2 separate regions of the Drosophila melanogaster genome follow, and region 2 is linked to region 1. The links are chromatin contacts, called in public Hi-C maps. All regions are on one chromosome and are shown on one strand. The core of a region is the stretch at or near the end of the contact, and the rest is flanking DNA. Distances in the headings are between cores, read along the strand shown. Region 1 holds the start of Nup133 (Nucleoporin 133kD). Region 2 holds the start of vret (vreteno).

Region 1 (7,165 bases), core at 1,491-3,990:
CTTGTCCCAAAACGTCTAGGACAATGGAGTTTATCTCGTTGACAAAGTGGGCCACTGATATGGTGGTCTGATTCTGAGCAGCGATTCGATCGTCAGCAATATCCGCCAGGGCCTCGAACACGTTTTGAAACCTAGACAGCTTTACGTAAAATATATCCTGGTAAGTTAGGCTGCCCTGAGGCTCCTCATGCCATAACGCTACGGTGGCATCGATAGCCTCTTCAATCAGCTTGGGCAGTTTGGTCTGAATGGATCGCAGAGCCATAGCAGCCACTATCTTCTCGCTGATATCGGCTAGAATACAGCCGGTGGGTTTCAGCGAATGGCTTCCGCAAGGTATGACATTTAACTGGAACGAAAAGTATTGATTTTGTTAACAAAATCAAATAAATAAACAAATAAATATTTTGTCCTTATACCTTGTCCCAAACTAAACTGGAATGCAGAAACGTTATGAAGTGCTGGAAAGCAATGATCTTGTCCCTTAGTTGGTTGATAATCTGCATTGAACGAGAGCTGCCGATGGCATGCCTATTCATTTCCTGATCTGCAAGTGCCTCCTCCCATCGGGGATCGGCTATTGGTATATCCTCCGCCAAGTCTTCGGCGATGGTAATAACAATTCGATCCAACTTGTAAGCATCCATGGGTGCACCACTTGGATCGGCTGCAGTGACATTACGAAGCAGCTCATCGACGATCGTCTTGACCATATTGCTGTTGCGTTTCATGTGATATAGGAACGCTGCCTTTAGTTGACCAACTTCATCGCTTAGTTCGTTGTACATTTCATCCGGATCCAGTTCGAAAAGGTGAAGATTATTAGTACTGTTAGTCAAAGCAGAATGATCGGCAACTGCGAAACTAGCATTACACGAATTGGGAGCATATAAATCTGGCGTGTTGCAGGAGCTCATGTTCATCATTTCAGTACCATCAAAATCGCCCGGTGTAATAGAAACTAGGCCATGTGTGCGACTAAAGAACAATGGCAATTGGCTGCAGATGACGGCACTCAAAATGCGATCATCGTGCTGATGGAACTCGATCTTTTCCGCCTCTAGCTCTGCTGTCGGCACCGAGTTGGTCAAGTGCAGAGGATACACAACTTTAGAAGTATACAAATAGATGTGGCTGCTGCCTACTACAAAACGCACGCTGAGGCAATCCTCCTCAGTCTTGGCACTAAAGAATTTGTTCATATTGAGCGGCGTGAACGATTCCAGAAGCATTCTTTCAGCTTGAGCAGTGCCAGTCACTAAAATACTTAACATTATATACCATATCAAGATTTGCTGTCACATACTTCTTACCCAGAGCGTAGCACATTTGTGGAGCGTGAGCAGCATTCACAGCTCCAGCCAGTATATAAGCTTTGTTCTTAACCACGTGAAAGTCCAACAGATGGAGATCGATCTCCAAACTATCCGCTGGGAGTCGGAACTTCCAAAAGTTCGTTATAAACTCTTCGCGTATCCTGCGCAACATATCCGCATCCTCGTACAGAAGGTTTTCGGTGTTGCCATTGTTGGACAGACTCCAGCGCTGGATTGCACGATCAGAGAGCACGGCCACAATGGTTTCTCCACTTTCTAAATTGCTCTCGCAGCACATGCCGACCAAAGTCTAAAAAACACTTCATGAGATTTTTGTCCCATGCTGGACGAAGATACTTACTTGATCCTTGTCTGCACCCGTGTTCATTCCAATCAAAATGGAGGCAAACTTTTTGCCAAAACCACCAAGGAAGCTAGTGGCAGGCTTGATAGTCTTATGGTGAAGTGTGTAACGTCCGTTGGTCAGTCCGACTCGCAGGAATACCAGATTGCAGGTGGTTGTAACGGCTAGGTAGCCCTGCTGCGTTGGTAGACTGAGCAGCTGGACAAACTCTTGGCCAGTTAAGATGGAAAGATCCACGGAGTTCCCATCGTGCGCAATCGATGACCAGTACCGAACTTCTCCCGTGGCTGATACCGCTATGCAGGAGGCCATTTGCTGACCCTCCGTCTGGAAAACACTGATTAAATCACTCTTGTGACCCAGGTCACTGTAAGGTAAAGTCAATTCACGGCACTGGGCCAGACCACCACCACGTCTTGCCAGTTTGCCCACACGAGGTGGCGAGCCCGACTTGGCCGTGTCCTTATACTGCCAAATCAAGAGGCGTCTGCCTTGGACAACCTGAAAAGGTAATCGTACTGATTGCTGAACCAGATACAATGAGAGTTGCTGATATATTACCCAAGCCCAACCGTTTTGCGTCACTTTGGCTGTTACTGTGCCCGCTCCTGGACCTGCGAAGGTTAGTGCCTCATTGACCACCACCGGCAGTGGACAACCGAAGCTCTCTACCGAATTGTAATCGGATCGGATGCCGGCAATGGACTGAGTGGAACGCACCGACAAGCTGAGCCGGCTGAAAAGGATTGTTTGATGAGTGGGAAATTCCAGGAGAATAAGTTAGCACATACCTGTTGGTCAGGGCAGTCCTTTTGAGGCTCCCCGACATCTGGGCGCAACTGGCGCTGCCGCCAAAAATTGATTTACGCGTGCTGTCTGCCGAGGCTGCTGGCATGCTGTACCTTCGTGCACCTGGTGAAGATTCGCGCGATATGCCGTATAATTGCTTCTGCAGATTTCTCTCCATTTTTGTGCTGGCTCTTATTTGGGAAATGCCTATAAATCAAAAATAAACAACTACTTTTGCAACAGCAAACAATCTAGCCGGCATGTGTGTGAATCGATTTTTGATGTCGCAATATCGAAATCACAGCTGAGTACATTTGAGTTATTTATCGATTAGAAGTCACGACATTATACACAAAGAACACAAATTTAAATATAGGAAATTATTTATACTACATAAATGTATTTTATATACTATATACGATGAATAATTAAACTTTGGTAAACAAATTTTTAAATTAATAATTATATTAACTAATATTTGTGAGTCCATCTCTAAGACAAGTTCTACACGATGCCATCGCTAAGTCAAGACTAGAATTATTTCATAGATTTTCGTAAACAAAGCGAAAAACTCGACATAGATGGCCACCTGGACGCAAAATGAGCCGACAGGTGTCACCAAGCGCAGGCGTTGGAATCTGGAAGGTAAATCTCTGAGCTTTGATTGATACACGTTCATAAAGTGAAGATGTTTTCCCTTACAGATCGTGCCTCCTTGAACAAACTTAAGCATCACATCGCCGAGGAGGGATGCCCCCAGATGCAATACGATCTGGCCAAAGAGTTACTCGATAATTCCATAGGTGAGTGTAAGGATTTGCTCGAGAATTACAAGATAATGAAGATTGCTATGTCCGCAGTAGAGCCCAATCTTGCCAAAGGCAATCAGAGCCAGAAGGCCGTCAACTGGCTGGTGAGTGCAGCACACAATGGACACGAGGATGCAGTCAAGCTGCTACGCCAGTGCTACAACGATGGCAGCGGTATTACGGCAGAGAATACGGACGAAGTGCGTCGCTGCCTGGCTATGACGCCTGGTGAGCGGGCTGCCAGAAAAGCAGCCCGGGAGCTTTTTGCCTGCCTATCAAATGGAAACGAGCATATAACGCCCAAGCAGCTGGAGCGCAAAATGCGGCGCATCTACAATCTGCAACGCAAGCGGCGTCGACGCGATGATGACCGCTCCTCGTCGAGCAGCGAGGGCGAGCAGGAGCCGGAGTGCGAACCGCTCGAAGATGTGCCCACCATTGACCTAGCCAATGTGGAGCGACGCCGCCTCATCACCGAAGCTCACCTCGTTTCGGCAGCTTCCAATTACAGTGCCGGACAAATGCCCAGCGTTAATGATGCTCTCACATTATCCGTCCCGGATCCTAGGAGCTTGGACCATGTACCCTGCTTCTACCGCATGATCTTCCACCCGCTTATCTTCTTCACCCTGTTCTACCACCGGCTGCTTAACTTGATTGTGTCCATACCCAACGTCATCCCTCTGAGCGTGCGCTGCAGCGTGCTCGTTGCAATCTCTTGGTGGAGCAGCCGGCATATGCTGCCCCTGGTCAGCTATTATCTCAGTCTGGGCATCATGATCTGGGCCACGTGTAAGATGCTGAAAACCAAACAACAGTTCGTGGACTTTCGCATCTGGTCGGGACTGTTCCTGAGCTACGGGGATCAGAACATCGAGGCGGACATTGCGGAGCATCGCTTTTTACGCAACAATATGAAGCCGTACCTGTACTTCTTTTGTGCCTTCATTTGCAACCTGATTGTCTACCCGTTGGTCACAGACGCCTGGCTGCCACACTCGGAGCTGACTATAATCTCTGGAGCCTTGACCTTCATCACCATGTGCGTGTCCATGTACGCCTCCTCCCACCAACTGCCTGACTGGCTAGTGATTGTTTCCTTTGCCGTAAATGTTCTTGCCAAATATCCGTACGAAATGGACGAGGTTGTGTCTACGCGCTGGCGCTTTCTTGACCTACGCGTACCTACTTTCTCATCGTTTGTCATTGGCAATGGCATTGAATTCTGTTTGAATTGCCGCACTGCCTTGTATCTCTTTATTCCGGTGCTGCTAATTATGATGGCCAAACGCTCCCGTTGGCATGGAGTCTACACATTCCTCATCCCGCACTGCGTCACGCTCAGTTGGCTGCAAGTGTGCATAGCCACCTCGCAGAGTTCCACCGTTTTTGGAGTGATGCGAGCAGCCCTCGGCTTGGCTGGAATCGTCCTGTTCCTGCCTCTGTTCGGAATCGTGGCACTTCTGGTGCCTGTCTTCGTGGCCATCGATAGTTTAGGACTGGCTAGTGAGCAGCTTCGGTGGGGCAGCACAGCTCTCGCCTGCGGGCTGGTAGTGGTCCTGTCCTGCATTTTGGCGCTTAACCGAGCTACCCAGAAATACATTACAATGCTGCAGGTAAGTGTAATATGGTAAGGTTTTGTTCATATATTAACTAATACCTTTTCAGCTAATCACGGCGATCACAACAGCGTGCTTGTTGGTCTTACCCTATATGACATCGAGTTTTAAGGATACGCCGCGCTTCAATGCCATGCCCAGAGCGGGTCTGCACTCGCTTTCCGAGACGAATACTCTGCCCTGGGATCGCTTTCATGCACTTTGTGCTCAACCTGTCCACGAGCAGCCGAATAAGATAAAAGCCCAGCTGCGTTGCTCCCTTCTGAATGGAATGCCCGTGATATGGGAGGGCAGCGTCACCAAAGTGGAAATCTCGCGGGTGTCCAATTTTTTGGAGGATACCATTGCGAACTATTTGCCCGTTTGGCTGGGCAGGATGCTGCGCTGCTTGCATGGCGAGAATATATCGCAGCACTTCAAATGCGATCCCAAATTGGATGCGCAGTGCGAGGAGTGGCGGAGCGTGTTCAAGACATTCAATGCTCAGAGCGGTAGTTGCACACTGCAGCGATGGAATCGCTACGAGTACGAGCTGCTGGTCAAGGTGGGCACCAAGAGGAGTGGCCGTCTACTGGGTCGTTCCACCACCACAGATGTTATCCTACGAGCTCACCATGACTTTGGGAACTTCACACGGCTCCTAAGCGAGGGCGATGTTGTACTATTCTATGGAATCCTGCACAATTCTCGGCTTTTGGCTGACAACGTGCAGGTGAAGCTGAAAACCATCGAGTGTGTGGAGTGCCGGTCGCGGGATTTGGGTACGGCCAGCATCGAGCGAGTGGTGGCCGCTTCACCCATGGATGCACGCCTCCAAGATTTGATGAGAGGCATCAAGTATTTGTTGAACGCTTTGTTGAATCCTTTAATTACGTTTAAGTAATTTTCATTAAATTAAAAAACACAGGAGTATGAGTTTCTTGTAATCTGCTCACCCCATTTTTTTTACTTTAATATAATAGATACATATGTATTTATTTAAACTGAAAAATATTTACGAAATTATATTGGTTGATTATGATAGTGTTGTAAAACAGCTTTTCAATTGTCGTTTTATTGGTTCTTAAAAATATATAAAGATCCTTATCACACGCATTATTTTTTGCTTTGTTTGTATTTAGTTAAATATGTTATCGGAAGGTAACTGATCCACACCTTTGACATTCCATTTGCAAGAGTCCCGAGTTGTGAGCGTCTTTTGTGGAGATGTTAGCGAATATGGAACAGGTGTTTCTAGGAAATCAACATTTTCCAGGCACTTTAGCGAAGCAAACAACTCAACATCCGGGTCTAATTTCAGTTCAATCTCCTCATGCAGCTCACACGGCTCCTTGCAGATGAACTGCTCGGGTGCGTTGACCAAGAACCGGACTCCCTCGAGCAGGAGCTTCCTATGAGCGGGATTATCCACTCCCAGCATGATCAGATCGCTTACGATAATAAGCTTGCAGCGTTCAATGCTGTCGTACCCCCGCTCCAGGAATTTACCAATGTACTTCTCCATGGTCAATAGCACCAACCAATCGCGCACAGCCCGTCCACACATCCTAGTTCTTCTATTATAATCTCTAAATCTCCAAATTGAACACTTTAAACAACAGTTACAACTGGAAACCGTTACAATTTACCGGTTAGATATGACATTTTAAGGCATACGTACTCAATAAAATTGTTTTATTAACCGGCTGCTTTTCCTTATTAAATAAATAGCTACCTAAATATATAAGCTTAAAATACAAATTTTAAATACATTTTCAATGGTCATGCTTTTTATGAACAATGAGGGCACTAGACTTATTAGTTGGGCAACACTGTAATTATTATTATACATTCGAATTTTAAATTGTATTTCATTTGGATCTAGTACCCCTGGCGGCGCATGGATACTTTTCGATAACCTTATCGAAGCCAATCGGCCAACGTCCATCACCAGCTGTCAGCAGAATTTATTTCTCTCTCCACACTTCGGTGCAAAGTGTATTTAAGTGGCCAAGCGGTCGGTGCTCGAGAACACACGCGTTTCACACACCTGAGAGGGCTGCAGTTGTCTGGACGGTCGCGAAAGTAGCAGATACCAAATAAGGAGAACACTTGTCACCATGATACCGACCATAACGAAGAAGTACCAGAACGTGGTGATTAGCACGGGCAACATCATCGCCACGGAACTGGGACAGCGCAAATCGAACGAGGAGCTGTACGACGGCCTGAAGATAACGCTCCACACCGACTCGACTGCGGAGCGCGTGGTGGTTGAAAAGGAGATCG
Region 2 (7,235 bases), core at 3,820-6,319, 55 kb before region 1:
TTCATTTTACTTTAAAAACTATGTCCTTAAAAACATTTCTGGAATATCGATAGTTTCAGTTGACTTGGCAACCCTATTGCTGACGCCGCAATCAAAGGCCAACAAATTTGTTTACATCCAAAGAAATGCTAATAAATCATTTAATAGTCGTATTATTAATTAGTTTGGTAGGAACAGGAGGTGCAGAAGATGACGGACTTTGCAGTGCCGATCAAAAATCCTGTGCACAAAGTGAACCCGACCAAATAAACGAGGATGAATGTAAGCAACTTGTTGCCGGCTTCGATTAATTAATTAATCAATTAATTTAGTTAGCTTCAAGATACGTCGCCAGATCGAAAAAGCCAATGCCGACTACAAGCCGTGCAGCAGTGATCCCCAGGACAGCGACTGCTCCTGCCACGCAAATGTTCTGAAACGGGATCTCGCGCCCTACAAGTCAACAGGTGTCACCCGGCAGATGATCGAGAGTTCAGCGCGTTACGGCACCAAATACAAGATCTACGGACATCGCCTGTACCGGGATGCCAACTGCATGTTCCCAGCCCGCTGTGAGGGCATTGAACACTTCCTGCTGCCGCTGGTGGCTACGCTGCCCGACATGGACTTGATCATCAATACCAGGGACTATCCGCAGCTGAATGCGGCGTGGGGTAACGCGGCTGGTGGTCCCGTCTTCTCCTTCTCCAAGACAAAGGAGTACCGCGACATCATGTATCCAGCGTGGACATTCTGGGCCGGAGGACCGGCCACCAAGCTCCATCCTCGTGGCATTGGACGCTGGGATCAGATGCGCGAGAAGCTGGAGAAGCGAGCGGCAGCTATACCCTGGTCACAGAAACGCAGTCTGGGCTTCTTTCGCGGTTCACGCACCTCGGACGAACGTGATTCTCTTATTCTGCTCTCGCGCCGCAATCCGGAGCTAGTCGAGGCTCAATACACCAAAAATCAGGGCTGGAAGTCGCCTAAGGATACACTGGACGCACCGGCTGCTGATGAGGTGTCCTTCGAGGACCACTGCAAGTACAAGTACTTGTTCAATTTCCGCGGTGTGGCCGCCAGTTTTCGTCTGAAGCACTTGTTCCTCTGCAAGTCGCTGGTCTTCCATGTGGGCGACGAGTGGCAGGAGTTCTTCTACGACCAACTAAAGCCCTGGGTGCACTATGTGCCGCTCAAGAGCTACCCCAGTCAGCAGGAGTACGAGCACATCTTGTCCTTTTTCAAGAAAAACGATGCGCTGGCCCAGGAGATCGCTCAGCGTGGATACGACTTCATCTGGGAGCATTTGCGCATGAAGGACATCAAGTGCTATTGGCGCAAGCTGCTCAAGCGATATGTGAAGCTGCTGCAATACGAGGTTAAGCCGGAGGATCAACTTATTTACATAGGGCCTAAAAAGGATGAGCTGTAGCGAAATGAAATGTTATTGTGTTTAAGCATTTCTCATTTTGTATTAAGTTGCTTAGAGCAGCGTGAATCTCTCTGTCCGCATTCCATGCATTTTTGATGTCCAAGATTTAGAGAACAACTCGAATATTTTCCTATTTATATATATAGCATTTATACAATCTTTATAACAATCGAAAGCCATTTGTTTTAAGACTCAAAGTTTAAAATATATTTGGAAGAAATATGTAAATTCTCTTTAAATTTTAATTATGACCCAGCCAAGGATATGCTTTTTAGTTGGAGCCCTAATCCTCTCCTGCACTTGCGTTTCGTGCTCCAAGGACAAATGCGCTGTCAACGAACACAACCCAAACTCAAATAGTTAACTATATAGAATATAATATAATATAACCTTTTCAAGATTTGTATCCTTCAGCCAGCTACGACTTTGTGCCGCACATCCTGCACGCCCTGGCGATCCATCGACCCTGCGTAATCGGTGATCCGAAATGCCTCTGCCATGTGGCGACCATTCAAAGGGATTTGGAACCGTATGTGGACAAGGGGATTACACCTGAGATGATGGCGCAATCCAAACGATTGGGCACTTTTTACCAGATAATCCGTGGACGCATCTATCGCCAGCAGAAGTGCCTGCATCCCAAGCGATGTGCCGATGTGGAGGATCTGCTCTTGGACATGGCCAGTGGTGTGGCAGACCTGGAATTCGTTCTCAATGTGCGCGACTGGCCGCAGGTGCACTTCCTATCCGGCCTAAGTGGTCCGGTGTTTTCCTATTCCATCACGAATCGCCACCTGGACATCATGTACCCAGCATGGTCGTTTTGGACCACCACGGGACCCATCCTGCAGCACTATCCCCACGGTGTGGGTCGCTGGGACTGGATGCGAAAACATTTGGTGGCCAGGGCGTCGGAGTTGCCGTGGAGTGCCAAGCGCGCTATTGGTTTCTTTAGGGGCTCACGATCCTCGCCAGAACGCGATAGTCTAGTCAGGCTCTCGCAAAGGCGTCCAGACCTGGTTGATGCCCAGTACACGATACTAGCGACGGATGCCGATCCCGTCGAGAAGATGCCTTTGGTCGAGCACTGCCAATTTAAGTATCTGTTCAATTTTCGCGGTGTGGCCGCCAGTTTCCGGCTGCGGCACATACTGCTCTGCCGCTCGCTGGTACTTCATGTTGGCGACCAGTGGCAGGAGTTCTTCTACAGCCAACTGAAACCCTGGGTGCATTACGTTCCCGTGGCCAGCGACGCCGATGTGGATGAGCTGGCGGAGTTGATTCTATATCTGCGCGAGCACGACGATCTGGCGGAGGAGATTGCGGAACGGGGACAGCAGTTCATTTGGCTCCACCTCCGAATGGAGGATGTGCAGTGCTATTGGAGTAAGATGCTCCAGGAATACGCAAAGTTGCTCACTTATAAAGTGCAACGGGAGCCGGGACTTCTGGAGGTATCCAACAAGAAAGCGGTGCAGCTGTACCGCGGAAAATAAACTTAGTATTTACAATCTTAGTTTTGTACCAAAAAATAAAAATCTGTATAATTAATTTTAAATTCAAATTTAAATCAGCCAGTGCTGCCACACCCAACAGCCAACTCCCCCCACTAGTGTGACCACACACAATCCTGGGTCAATTGTTACGTCACTGGCCAACAGCTGTTTGAAAGTTTTGATTTGGATTCGCTAGCATTACATGGATTCCGCATCATGGCAGCGCAGCTGAATCCATTCCGCAATGCCTTCCGGCTGCCGTCCAAGCAGCGCATCAACTGGTTTCCCGGCCACATGACCAAGGGTATGCGGCAAATTCAGCAAAAACTACGAAATGTAGACTGCATAGTCGAGATTCACGATGCACGCATCCCATTGGCGGGCAGAAACTCCCAGTTCTTTGACACAATCACCGGTGAGTACGTTTACAACCATAAGCTGCCACTTAATACGGGACTCATATTCCCCAGGAAGTGGTGTTAAACCGCATATTCTGGTGCTGAACAAAGTCGATCTGCTGGGCGCCAAACAGCAGAAGAGCGTGCTCCAGCAGCTGAGGAGACAGCAGCCCGAACTGCAGCACATCCTGTTCACCAACTGCAAGGATCAGCGCAACAACGGCGTGCTGGACATCCTGCCCCTGGCAACGCGCCTCGTGAGCGAGAGCAGTCGCTTCAATCGCACCCAAGCTGCCGAGCACAATCTGATGATCATCGGCGTGCCCAATGTGGGCAAGAGTTCCGTGATCAATGTGCTGCGAAATGTGCATCTCAAGAAGAAGAGCGCCGCACGCGTGGGTGCCGAGGCGGGTATAACTCGATCCGTCGGCGAACGCATCAAAATCCAAGAGAATCCGCCTGTTTACATGATCGACACACCCGGCATCCTCCAGCCCTCCATTAAGGATGATGAAATGGGCATGAAACTGGCCCTGGTGGGCTGCCTTCCCGATCATATTGTGGGCGAGGATCTGATAGCCGACTATCTGCTGTACTGGCTGAATAGCCACCGCAAATACGACTACGTGGAGATGCTAAAGCTCAGCTCCGGACCCAGTGACGACATCAGCGCCGTGCTGGCGGAGTACGCTCATCGGGAGGAGCTATTCCACAAGGTCAAGCAGTACGACGGACGCGTGGAGGTGATGACAAATTTATTGGCGGCCGCGCGAAAGTTCATTCACTTCTTTCGCTCCGGCCAGTTGGGTCACATGAATCTGGACGAACCCAGTGGTTTCAGATAGCTATACATATGTATGAATTAAACTTAGGGGCTTAGATTAAAGACTGAACAGTCGATTCTGCTCGCGTCCTTATTGATTTTCCGCCATGGGCACATCGATGGCAATGTCGCCAACGCCGGGCACGGGAATCGAGTACGAAACACTAGCCAAATCGTCGGTATCATTGGCTAGATCCATGGGTGCATGGTGCTGCGGCGCCTGGTCCACCTGTGGCGCGATTCCACCAAGATGTCCAGCCAACTCAGCGGACTGATCCACCTCCGGCGGCACTTCGACGGGCGCACTGCTAATGTGCGGATAACTGGTGCGCGAGGCCGCCAAACGCAGCTCCTCCGGCACGCCCTTCATTCGCATCGCAATGTGACGGGAGTAAGGTGCCATCTTCTGGAAATAGTCAATCAGCATTTGCGGATCCTTCTCCACGATCTGTGCCGATGGCACCAAGTCGAACTCGTCGCAGAACTGCCAGCGCACCAGATACTTGATGTCGCCCGTCACATCCGTTGCGCCCACGATCTCGGCCAGCTCCAAGCCGCGCTCGTAGCCGCGCAGCTTCTGGATCTCTTCGCACTTGGGTTTCTTCTCGCCGCGCTTCTTGGACTTGGCGCGCGACTCCTCGAATTTCTGGATGAGATTCGGGCAATCGCAGTTCTCCTCGGGCTCCCAGGTGTTGTCCGCCGACGTGTAGCCACGCCACTTGATGTAGTACTCAACCTTGCCTTCGCTGGTAATGCGCTTGTCCATGATGCGCTCCACCACGAAGTTGGGCTCGTTTTTAACCATTTTTTATTGTGTTTTTACAAGATTGTTTACAATATTTAAAATCGGCTTGGTTTTTTTCACTAGTGCCAGTGTGACCGTTTGCTGACTTCAACAACAGTTACAATAGCAACATACTTCTGACAGCATAGAAAACGGTCACACTCGCACGCGCTTGCAATTCGAATTCAGGTGAAATTTTAAAGCTCAGGTGCAATGGAATCCGAATCCTCGCAGGATGATTGGTCCGCATTCGATCCAATGTCCAGGGAATACTATGACCAAGTGGGCAACCGTTACACTAACGAGTCTGGCCAGAAACTAATCATGGAAGCCCCGCTGCCGCCAAAGGACGAAAAGGAGCAACGTGCCACCAGGCAGGCGAAGTATCCATACTTGGTGGTTCCAAAAAGCAGTCCCTATGTGACCGAAAAGATGCTAATCAACTTCTTCGGTCGGGCGCTCATCAAGGAGATGGAGTTCCGCCGCTTGTCACGCGTATACTTTGTCTACTTTGAAAATATCGCGTGAGTTTCTTCAAGCACTTTCGCAGGTCATTCAATATTTCGAGCGTATAATCCTTTTTCCAGATCCCTGGAGACAGCGCAACAGCGGGTGCAGCGTTACCCGAACCTGATCAAGTGCATCACTGGTCGCCCGCAAAAGGAGCGGGAAATCACCAGCGATCCGGTGACTTCCACTGAGCCAATGCCAACACCAGGCCCAGCAATTTCGGCCACTGAACGTACGCCAGTGAATCACAACAGAGAGGTTCCGATCTCGACCGGAGGACAAAATCATCCGGAGTTCTTCCGGCCACCGCTGGTCACCAAAGATGATTACAAAAGAGGTTCATTGTTGGCCACCAACGACCCCATTCAACGCTATCTCAATGTAAAGTACGAATTCGCACTGGAGCGCCATGATATCTACAAGCTTAAGGATGAGACCAGAATCCCGCAGGTCGTTCTGCACTTTCGTTCGGGCAGAACGATTCCTTTGTTAGTATAGCCACCTGGTCACGTGCCCTTGATTAGCTAACGAGTATAGTTTCTGCATCACTCAGGTCAACGGTTGCTGTCACCGAAGAGGATAAAACTAAAAGCCTGCTGGAAGACGGCGTCAGCAAGTGCGTGGTTTGTCAAAACTGGACAGACACTTTCTGCAAGCTGTGCAAAATGCCCTTCTGCAATGCCTCCTGTTTCGCCGATGTGGCAGAGCAGCATAAGCAAGCTTGCGGCAAGGGTGAGATACTTAACCTTGACGAAAAGGTGGGCCGGAAGTACCCCAAACCCGGCTTGCCGCCGTCTGGATCTAAAGTGAGAATTACTGCATTCGAGCAGACTAACGTGGTCTATGTGCGCTCGGCGGACATTCAGATTGACATCGCCTATTATACAGTTCTCACGGAGGTAATGATGCTGGGCAAAGATGCCTCCAAACTGCAGAGTACGCCAGTCTGCGGACAAATTGTGCTCTACAAGTTCGAGGGACATATGTCGCGCGCCATGGTGCTAAACGTGGATAATATCAAGGAAATCTATGTAGTGTTCATTGATTTCGGAAGTGTTGAAGTCACGCAGCTGGAAAGACTGTATGAATGCAGTTCGTATTTAGCTGGTTTGACCTGCTATCCCGTAGCCGTTAAATTACGCGGAGTTCCCAGGCGCTTTGTGGGTCCCAACATAAGGGAAGTCATGTACGAACTCGACCAGTCCCTAGTTTTTAATATCAAGTACTCGTCACGTGAGTACGATACCAGCAAGGGCATGCAGGTCGTGGTGATGACCGAGATCGATATTAATAGGAGCCTCAACCGCCTTTTCAAGACCATCCTAACTCCTGTTGAGCCGTCTGTCTCGGACTTGGGATACAAAGAGGACGTAAGCCAGAACTTAAAAAAACATCAAGTACACAGTTGTCATTTGCATTTATTCGGTTTCAGTGTCTTCCATACATTCCCTTGCACTGCGGAAAGAACATAAATGTAGTGGTAATGGACAACACATTCATCCAGTGCGGCTTTATCTACTGCACCTCCATAGATCTGGCTTACGAAGTCACCAAAATGCAGCGAGACATACAGGAGTATGGTGAAAAGATTGCCAAGTGCGCAACCTACGCACCGCCGTAAAGTTACTCGCCGTTTTCTTTTGTCCATTTAACTAAAGCGCTCTTTCATTTAGGATAAATGAGCTTTGCATAGCTAAGTACGAAGGCAAATGGCGTCGAGGTCTCTCTGTGGAGTTAGTAGGAGATGGTTATCCCAGCATTTTGTTCATTGACTACGGAAACATAGTGCCAACACATGTCACCGACATACGTC

What was found. Hi-C and Micro-C count contacts between places; a contact is called where the count stands out from the background.
Region 2: a Hi-C map of the Kc167 cell line shows a contact between it and region 1, with 5 times the contacts expected there. A contact is called at or near these places in 36 of 107 Hi-C or Micro-C datasets (the Clone 8 cell line, the D17-c3 cell line, the Kc167 cell line and 11 more) and 1 of 7 datasets of targeted methods (the S2 cell line).

What each region holds. Positions count from the first base shown.
Region 1 is chr3R:22,686,182-22,693,346 of dm6, reverse strand. It overlaps Nup133 (Nucleoporin 133kD), which reads right to left and starts at 2,740. Exons shown (of 8, transcript NM_142823.3): 1 at 2,472-2,740; 2 at 2,242-2,416; 3 at 1,678-2,181; 4 at 1,314-1,626; 5 at 420-1,258; 6 at 1-349. The coding sequence starts at 2,647. It overlaps wfs1 (wolfram syndrome 1), which reads left to right and starts at 2,967. Exons shown (of 4, transcript NM_142822.3): 1 at 2,967-3,114; 2 at 3,174-3,272; 3 at 3,330-4,894; 4 at 4,947-5,805. The coding sequence starts at 3,051. The coding sequence ends at 5,780. Gclm (Glutamate-cysteine ligase modifier subunit) reads left to right here and starts at 6,837. Exons shown (of 1, transcript NM_001275916.1): 1 at 6,837-7,165. The coding sequence starts at 6,997. It overlaps CG17625, which reads right to left and starts at 6,498. Exons shown (of 1, transcript NM_142821.3): 1 at 5,940-6,498. The coding sequence starts at 6,443. The coding sequence ends at 6,015.
Region 2 is chr3R:22,743,415-22,750,649 of dm6, reverse strand. It overlaps vret (vreteno), which reads left to right and starts at 5,069. Exons shown (of 6, transcript NM_142835.4): 1 at 5,069-5,436; 2 at 5,500-5,910; 3 at 5,976-6,792; 4 at 6,855-7,039; 5 at 7,096-7,235. The coding sequence starts at 5,126. It overlaps HP1c (Heterochromatin Protein 1c), which reads right to left and starts at 5,030. Exons shown (of 1, transcript NM_142836.3): 1 at 4,045-5,030. The coding sequence starts at 4,933. The coding sequence ends at 4,220. It overlaps CG17141, which reads left to right and starts at 3,051. Exons shown (of 2, transcript NM_142837.4): 1 at 3,051-3,322; 2 at 3,378-4,204. The coding sequence starts at 3,124. The coding sequence ends at 4,150. CG31139 reads left to right here and starts at 1,594. Exons shown (of 2, transcript NM_170040.3): 1 at 1,594-1,770; 2 at 1,826-2,960. The coding sequence starts at 1,659. The coding sequence ends at 2,907. It also overlaps rumi.